Linked DNA regions of Macaca mulatta: region 1 is linked to region 2. The links are chromatin contacts, called in public Hi-C maps. All regions are on one chromosome and are shown on one strand. The core of a region is the stretch at or near the end of the contact, and the rest is flanking DNA. Distances in the headings are between cores, read along the strand shown.

Region 1 (3,994 bases), core at 1,334-3,833, 170 kb after region 2:
TAGGCAACTCAAATTCTAAAATTATATGATTCTAATGTAGAATGAAAGAAAATTGTTAATATTATCAAAAGTTTCTAATGTGATATGAAGGCTTATTTGGAAAAAAAAACAGTTTAAGTTATTTTGGTGTGATTTCTTGGAAATAGTTTCTTTATAGGAACCAGGTGGTGACAAAGAAAGAGAAATTGGGCTTGAGAACATCACTGCTGAACTGGCTATGTAAATGGAAAATATTTCTCTCAGGTAAGTAATATACTGTATGAAATTTTTTAAATCCATTCTAAACAATTATGAATATTAATTAGCAGAGTTGAGATCTTTTTTATTTAGTACAGGCCTAGATAGCTATAGTCATTTAGATTTTTGTATAAGGAGAGCCACTATTAATAATATTTGTTTCCATAAATTGCTTTCATGGGAAAGTTACTATTAATGTGAGGTCGCTAAAGAATTTGAAAGCATAACTTTGTTTTGCTTTGAATTTATTGCTAAACAATACAGCTTGACATATATTTTGTGGCAATAAATGTAGGGAGTTGCATAAGTTAAGGGAACAGTTCTTTAGTGTTTACTAAAAAACTGTTACACTTCTTAAATGTGATGATATATCATTCAATAATCTACTTTATAAAATAATTTTGGGTTAAACCAAAAGCTCTCTTTCAATGTGGGAATAAGGATGTTACTTTGGGGTATCATAAGTAATGTACCTATTATAACTTTGAAGTCAAAGTAGACTTCTTTATCAAAACTTGTTTCTTGCAGAAGCCTGGCAAAAGAATCAAGTTGAGAGCAGAAAGAAATGTTTTAAAAAAAAAAAAAAAAAAAAAAAAAACACAATAGATTGTAAAGGATGTTACTTACTTTAAAAAAAAAAACAATTTCAAAATTCTGTAAGATTATCTAAAATATTATATTCGAATGGACTGCCACATTTTAATATTTATCTTAATGCAACATTTTATACACTGAAGAAATCTTTTTTCTTAAAGATGACATTATCAACAGTTTACAAAATGATTATGATTGCCTGAAGGGCTTGGCTTAGGAAATCTCATCCTGACATATATTACCTTACAGAAAAATAAATTTATCTCAATTGGCTCTTAATGTCAGCTGAAAAGGGGAACCATTTAAAATTAGCTGCCAGACACAAAAATGATCTTAGTTGAAATTAAAATATGTTTTCTAAAAAAGGCAAAGTGACAAAACTGACTTTGGGATAGAGCAACTTTTTAATACATTATATTTTATCTTAAATGTGGTACAGATTGTGTTTGTCAGAACCAGACTATTCCCATCTCCTTCTCTTTCAGTCCTCCACTCCAAGGGCTCAACCCCATGCTCTAATTCTTCAAATGATTTGAGATAAGAACTATTCTAATGTAAACTTCCACAGGGCCATTTGGAGCTCTGTGCAGAATCAATAAAATAAATTAGCTGAAGTAACAGCTGAACTAATCATGAGAATGTTTAAAATGATAAGAACTTGAATTACAGTTTTTTTAAGTGCCAATGGATTTAACTAACTACCATATGCTGTTCCATTTTGAGCAGCCAGGTCTAGTTATCAAGTCGCCTGTTGTCCAAGGTGAAGAAAGTCACGTGGAAGAGTTTCTGGGGCCAGTAATAAAAATTAGAAGATCCATAACACTTTGTGATCCCTTTCCAACACACTGTATAATCAAAAGATCAGATTTATCTTGAAACAAGAAAGAGAAAGTATTCCATTAAAAGAAAAACAAAAACTGTAGCTTCACTATATATCTTCCATAAAGAATGGATTTTCCTATATCGATATCACTAGAGTTTTTAAATTTCATTCTTATTTATGCTCTAATTAATCAAGATAACATAACCCATCCTAAAGTTAAGCTTTATCTAGACAACTTTTCTAATGTTTTCATTAACTTTCTTTAAATTGCCAGCATGGTGAAGATGTAATGTGTCACCTAGGCCCTTGTCTTTATTTCAGTCTGTAGTGGTGGAAGTCACAAAACTTACACACCGTATTATCCACTGCAATGAGAATACAGCTAGCCCCAAATCAAATGCTTTTCTTTCCTCAAAGCCTCAACAATGTTGCCCTCCCCCTCTATAAATTAGCAGTGTGTAGAAGGAGACTTGTCCACATTCTATAGATTATTTTAAGGAAAAGCTCCATCATCCATAATACATTTGGGCTTCTTTCTAGTTGAAGAGTTATAATTTTTTTTATTGATGGGTTATGAATATTGACACAGGAGATATTCATTGTTTATTGAAGGCTTGTTTACATAAAAGATCTTCACAGGCTACCCCCTAAGTCTAGAGGTCCTAAACCAGTGTCAGGGAGCTGTCTGGGTATTTTTTCCCACGTATTGCACTGCCATTCTACCAACAATAGAGGCCCATTAACGTTTGGCCCTTCAAGTTACTGCAGCCCAAGCCTCAGTGGCAGGACGTCTGCCCAATATGTAAAATAACAGAATGAATGGATTCCTTGGAAACAATGATAACAAGACCTGGCTGAGCTAACTGTGACAGCATGTGGTAATTTTCCAGCCCGCTGGCCCTGTAAAGGAAACTGGAACACAAAGCATAGACTGCGGGGCGGGCCGTCCTGAATAGCTGCAAACAAGTGCAGAATATCTGATGATGTCATACACACAGTTTGACAGATGGGGCTGGACAATTTTTCCCCCTTTAAACGTGTTCTTAACTATTTGTATTCCACTGGCTTCTCATTTGGGAAGTTCAATCCTGTAATCACCTGCTTGAAAGACAACAAACCTTGACTGTCATGTGCTTGATTCAAGTACCACTAGTTTTATGAAGAAAAATGATATCCATTATTAGTGGCTGAATGCTGAGGGGAGCAGTGGGGGAGAGGGTGTTGCTGTGGATTAATGCATCATCTCTGCTTTCAGCTGTGGGCCAGGTTTTGAGTCTAGCTCTGACTGAATCCTGCCATACACTTTGAATAGCATAATGAAGTATTGTTATTGCCTCAGTCTAGTCATTACATCAGGGAAACAGACATCTAAAGTTATCAAAACTGATTACTAGCTGAGCTTTTGTGTCCATAAAATAAATGCATTAAAAAGAAGGCTTTTTTGTTGTTGTTCTTATGGGTGTTCTATCAAGGTTGGATGTTTTAGTGTTTATAGCATTATGTGTCACTGTGTGTAAGTTCGTGTCAGGGTATATCCATAGTCAGCACTCTCCCAAAACATGCCCGTATGTGGATCTGCATGTGTGTGTGTTTAAGCTGGTGCATGGGAGACAGAGAAAATGAAGATTGACAACATTTATAAAAATGAGACACAACTCAATTAAAATTCACCAAAAATAGTAAATGAACCGGTGTACTCAGTTTAATTGTAATGATACAAGACTGTCTTTTTCTACCCTTCAAATAAGTAGCTGCTTTAGATCTCACATGTCTTCACCATTTTATTCATTTGGTTCTTTTTATTTACTTTTTAAAGAATTTATGTAAATATATGTAGGCTACAAAATAGGTCTCAGATACAGCCTGATTCTGTAATCTTTTCATCAAATAGCTAACCAAAGAGGGATAGCCAAAGGATTCTGTTTATGGAGAGGTGATATCTGTTCCACAGAAAAGCATGGTGCACTGCCTAGCCTATAGACACAAGAATAAAAGAAATAACATAAAAATAAAAATTAATGATTAAGTTTTACAAAACATCTTTTCAACTAGGAGAGCACCACACCCTAAACTACGGTCTTTCAGATTATATAAGGTTTACAGAAGCTATCCCAAACTTACCTTCCCCTGTCTTAACTAACATAGTTGTTGAGTAGGAAAATAAAAAGATGATACATGTAAGCAAGGGGAATTCTCGCTTTCACCCTTGAAGAATTGCTACTCTCCACTTACCTTTACCCACAACATCTACCAACATCTTTTAGATGTGAAGAGAAAACATATCCCTGATATCATCTACCATTTACCAGTTCACCTAGACATAATCAAACTATGCTTTGG
Region 2 (4,337 bases), core at 1,212-3,711:
TATTATTTGTTGAATGATCACACGATAATAATATCCCCAAGTATATAACCCATGAGTATATTGGTGCAGATCAAAATGAAAAAAAATCTGCTAATAACTTCATCAGGAATCCAAAGGCTTAGGTAGAATTAGAATTGAAGACATCAAAAACTTCAACAACCTATTTAATCCTTTAACCACTAGGCCACACTCTCTTTCAAAATTGTTAATAGAAACAACATTGCCCTTTTTGTACAGCTGTAGATGCCCTATTGATCTGTATCACATAGCATTTAACACTGGATGATTTGGCTAGGAAAAGCAATGTTCACTGTTCCATGGCAAATCAGACAACAATGCTAAGATTTGCTATAGAACCAGGAAAATAGCATAGGAGATAGGGAAACAAACAGCCACACAGAACAAACCTCACTTGCACGTTTTTCACTGCTATTTTTTACTCCATAAGAAAGCAAAGTAGAAGAGTGCAACTGTAGTAAAAGTAAAACTATTTCTGCCTAACGCAGATGTGGATCATGGGAATGGAAACCTAATAAACCAACAGCTGAAGGCCACATTATTGCCCTATCCTCCTCCCCTAGCTCATTTAGAAAATGACATGTTTTTCTTCACAATGTTTTTCCCCTCCTCTCTCTTTAGTGGCAGTAATGCTGAATGCTCTTGACATAATTCTTCGTTCACCCCTGACAGTCATTTTTTTGAATACTATCCCAGCAATAAAACACCTGACCTCGAGTCTTTCAAATGGCCATTGGCTTAGGTTACGCCAATTAGCCAGACTCATTCGGAAGTATCCAGAGGAGTCAGGTGCATCACTCTTCACTAAACTCAGCATTCTAAGCAAACATATCTTTTTTTTAGGTCAATTTATTTTTCTAAGGGGTTTTTCTATTCCTCTATGATCTAAACATAGAAAAATAACAGGTTTTAAAAATAATCTACAAGTATGTAGAATTCTGATACCAATATTTCTGCCTTGGAAGTCATATGTAGCAACATGCCTAGTTCCCTGAAAGTTGCTTTTCAATATTTAAGGATAATTGAGAGAATTAGGTGTACAAGCATCAATGGAGAGTAATTTTATTTATGTATAAGGAAGCTACATATCTGCATAACTTAATGAAAAGACATATGCACTTTGTGCACAGCACACATCTGTGATATCTGTATGTCTGGGTCAATACATTTTTGGAGTACAGATCTCCCAAATCGATAGCTTTTTATTAGAACCCCCTTAGGTGGAGAAGAAAATGTGTACCTCCAGCGATAAAAGTATGTTTATTACATGTTTGTGTGTGTAATTAAATGTAGAATTTGTACCTCAGGAATAAAGCTTGAACTAAATATAAATAATAACTAATTGAGGCTTCTTAGAGAATTTTGGCAAAGGAATATGGATATTTTCAACATAAATGAGACACGAGAAATTAAAAGTATATTTAAATTATACTAAAGGCAGAGCCCTTTAATTTTTAAATTATTAATTAAAATTTTAAATTATTCTGAACTAAAATGCATGTTTATGTTGTTTCTCATAGCAATCTCTTTGCTCCATTTATTTTGTATTTAATATTTATCAGTAAGTAGAAGACTTCCTAACAAATGTATACTTTTTTTCACAAATCTTTTAGAATTTGTGTGCGCTATGCAATTTTGTCACTTGGCACATTTGTATTCCTTCTTATAAAGGATAAACCATGAGAATCCTGATAGACTATACTTAAAATAAAATAGGAAGTCCACACAACTGAAGGTGAACAAATAATGCAGGCTGAAATGAGTATCTCTTCGAAAGACTACAAGCTTCCTTTTGACATTCAAGCAATTCAGTAAGGAGGGAAAGAGAAATTGAATTTAGCTGATGCAAATGAAATTAAAACTAAATTGGTTGTCACATCAAACTGATGTTAACTATGTAAATGTTTTCTGTTTATGAAACTACAGTTTAGAGTATATAATGCTGCAAAAATAAGAATATTTTTGTGTTCTTTTAAAATATAAATTAAAAGGGCAGATTATGAATTTTTTTTAAATCCTTGCCACTTACCCACATAATATCTAAGGACCTATGAATCATGAAAACTGTGGACATAGAGTGTTGAAATAAACATACACATATAGATATGCACATCAATACACATGCCTGCTTTTCTGGCCAAGCAGTATCCCATTACATCATTGCTTCAAATGCATTCATTCTCTTCAATATTGTTGGCTGTTTCAGGTTAACTACCAAAATCATTTGCCTGAGAAGCAAGATTTAATTGTCTTACAACTACCTCTGTGAGGTACAATAGGGATTACAAGTACCCATTGATTATACTATTGGGTAGAATAAGGGACTCTTATTCTAGCATTTCTCATTCATTTTGTCATTGCATTCTCTTTGAAAGAGACCAAATGGGTCCCAGCAGGTGAAAGCAAAGAAACCTGAAAGGCCCCCTTTGATGAATGACAATACCACAACCACCCTCCCCCAACCATTTTTGGAGATTATAAAACCTTATTAAATCATGCCCTGTTAGATATTGATTGAGAGGGAGCTAAACTAAAACCAACAATAGCAGCATGGATCAGAGAACACTGCTTTCATCAATGGGTACTAAAAACAGCTAAGCTTTCCAATCTTTTTTGGGGGGGCGGGGTGGGGGACCTTTTTTTTTTTTACTATTTACTTTTGTTTAAACCATTATCCTAGAAAGTCATACAATTATAGCTACTTTGTCAGTTAAGAATAAATCGTAGTTGTCTAGCACTTCATCTTTTTGAATGTAGCAGTGTATTGCACAAACAGTATTATACTTGGTTAAGATTCAGGATTATTATTATGATTATTGGGGGGGTGCAATTCTGGGTAATTATCATGATTATTCTTGACTCTGGGACCCCTTTGATGACAACGTTGCTTTAAAGTAAACCACTTGGACATAAAACCCAAGATATTTGAAAAGAGACTGCTGCCAGCATCAGAGTTGAACACTCACCCATATTTTAAAGCTATCTTGATTATCAGGCTGTTTGCGTTCCTGGGCTGTCTTTTCTGCCATCTGTGAGCGCCACAGCAAACAACCCCTTTATGACAATCGCCTCAGTATAACTTGAATATGTCTGCTTTAGAGGAGACTTCTGTAATAAGACTCTGTGCTAATTAACTGTCAGCCTTTTTAAAAAAATAAATAAATAAATCAGCAGACTGCATTTTAGAAAGACACTCCACCAAAAAATTCCCAAACAAGATTTAAGTTTATGTGCCAGACTGTAACTTCTACTCCATGTTTTTTCAGGCCTTCCTCTGAGTAAATCTGTTTACTTTAAATACTTCTCATGTGATAAAGGTTTTCATTTTTCTTGCCAGTTGACTACAGGTAGTAACATTCGCTCCACCTTCTAAACAGCTACTTGATTCAATAACGTTATCCTCCAAAAATAAAAGAAGACAAAAAAGAAAGGAAAAGGAAGGAAAGGAGAAGAAGGAAGAAAGAAAGAAAAAGAGGGAGGAAAGGATGAAAAAGAGAGAAAAAAGATTCAGGTGTAAAAACAACTTTTTTTTTTCTTTTTTTTTTTTTTTTTGGCCAGAAATGGTAGTTACATGGCAAAAAAAAAAAAAAAAAAAAAAAAAGAAAGAAAGAAAGAAAAAGTAAGTTAGGGTTGTTTCTATTGAAAACAATAATAGTTAAAAGGGCCAGATACTAAAGTTATTAGTTTAATATTAAGGATAAATAATTTCTAGTTCAAGAGAAAGAATTATATGTAGAAACAGCAGGATTTCCACTGAAAATGACTTTTTAAACAATCTCTAGAAACCATAATTGTCTTGCAAGAATATAGGAATCAAGGCTTATACAAAACAGAAACAGATACTTATAAAATTCATCTTGGTGAACTCTTTCCTACTTACTGGATAAAAACAGTAGTAATCACTTGAAAATAAAGCATTAACAATAATTCTCCTCTAAAAATATAAAACATAAGAATGAATGCAAAAGTTCTTATTTTCTTGTTAAAATCCACCTCTAATGATTCTCCAAAACATACACAAGAAATACAATTTTTAAGTTGAATATAATAAACAGAAAATAAGAACAATACTAAATTACTTTGTTTTTTAGGCAAAATTTCGTTTCTTCATATTGTACAACTTTTTTTACATAATTCTTCAAAGATTTAAATTGCATTTATAATTTAGATTTTATTATTAAATTATTTTTCAAAGTACTCAAAATGTTACCTAATTGTTAATTGGTATTTCCCATTTGTGGGGTCTCCTAAATTTGTTAGCTTAGACTTTAAATTTAGACATTACATTCTTTTAACATTTTTAAACATTTGGCATTAAA

Evidence for each region. A called contact is a pair of places that touch in the nucleus more often than the background predicts.
Region 1: a Hi-C map of fetal cortical plate shows a contact between it and region 2, with 5 times the contacts expected there. The contact joins two enhancer-like sites. A contact is called at or near these places in 2 of 14 Hi-C or Micro-C datasets (fetal cortex germinal zone and fetal cortical plate).

The regions. Positions count from the first base shown.
Region 1 is chr6:94,368,303-94,372,296 of T2T-MMU8v2.0, forward strand. No RefSeq gene overlaps it. Among named protein-coding and RNA genes, the nearest start is that of TMEM161B, 320 kb to the right of the region's middle. Within about 2 kb of position 2,584, at least 13 of the 40 cell types and tissues checked have an H3K27ac peak or open chromatin away from gene starts, as enhancers often do. A contact at or near this core is called in fetal cortex germinal zone and fetal cortical plate, where this site is marked.
Region 2 is chr6:94,197,575-94,201,911 of T2T-MMU8v2.0, forward strand. No RefSeq gene overlaps it. Among named protein-coding and RNA genes, the nearest start is that of CCNH, 410 kb to the left of the region's middle. Within about 2 kb of position 2,462, at least 11 of the 40 cell types and tissues checked have an H3K27ac peak or open chromatin away from gene starts, as enhancers often do. A contact at or near this core is called in fetal cortex germinal zone and fetal cortical plate, where this site is marked.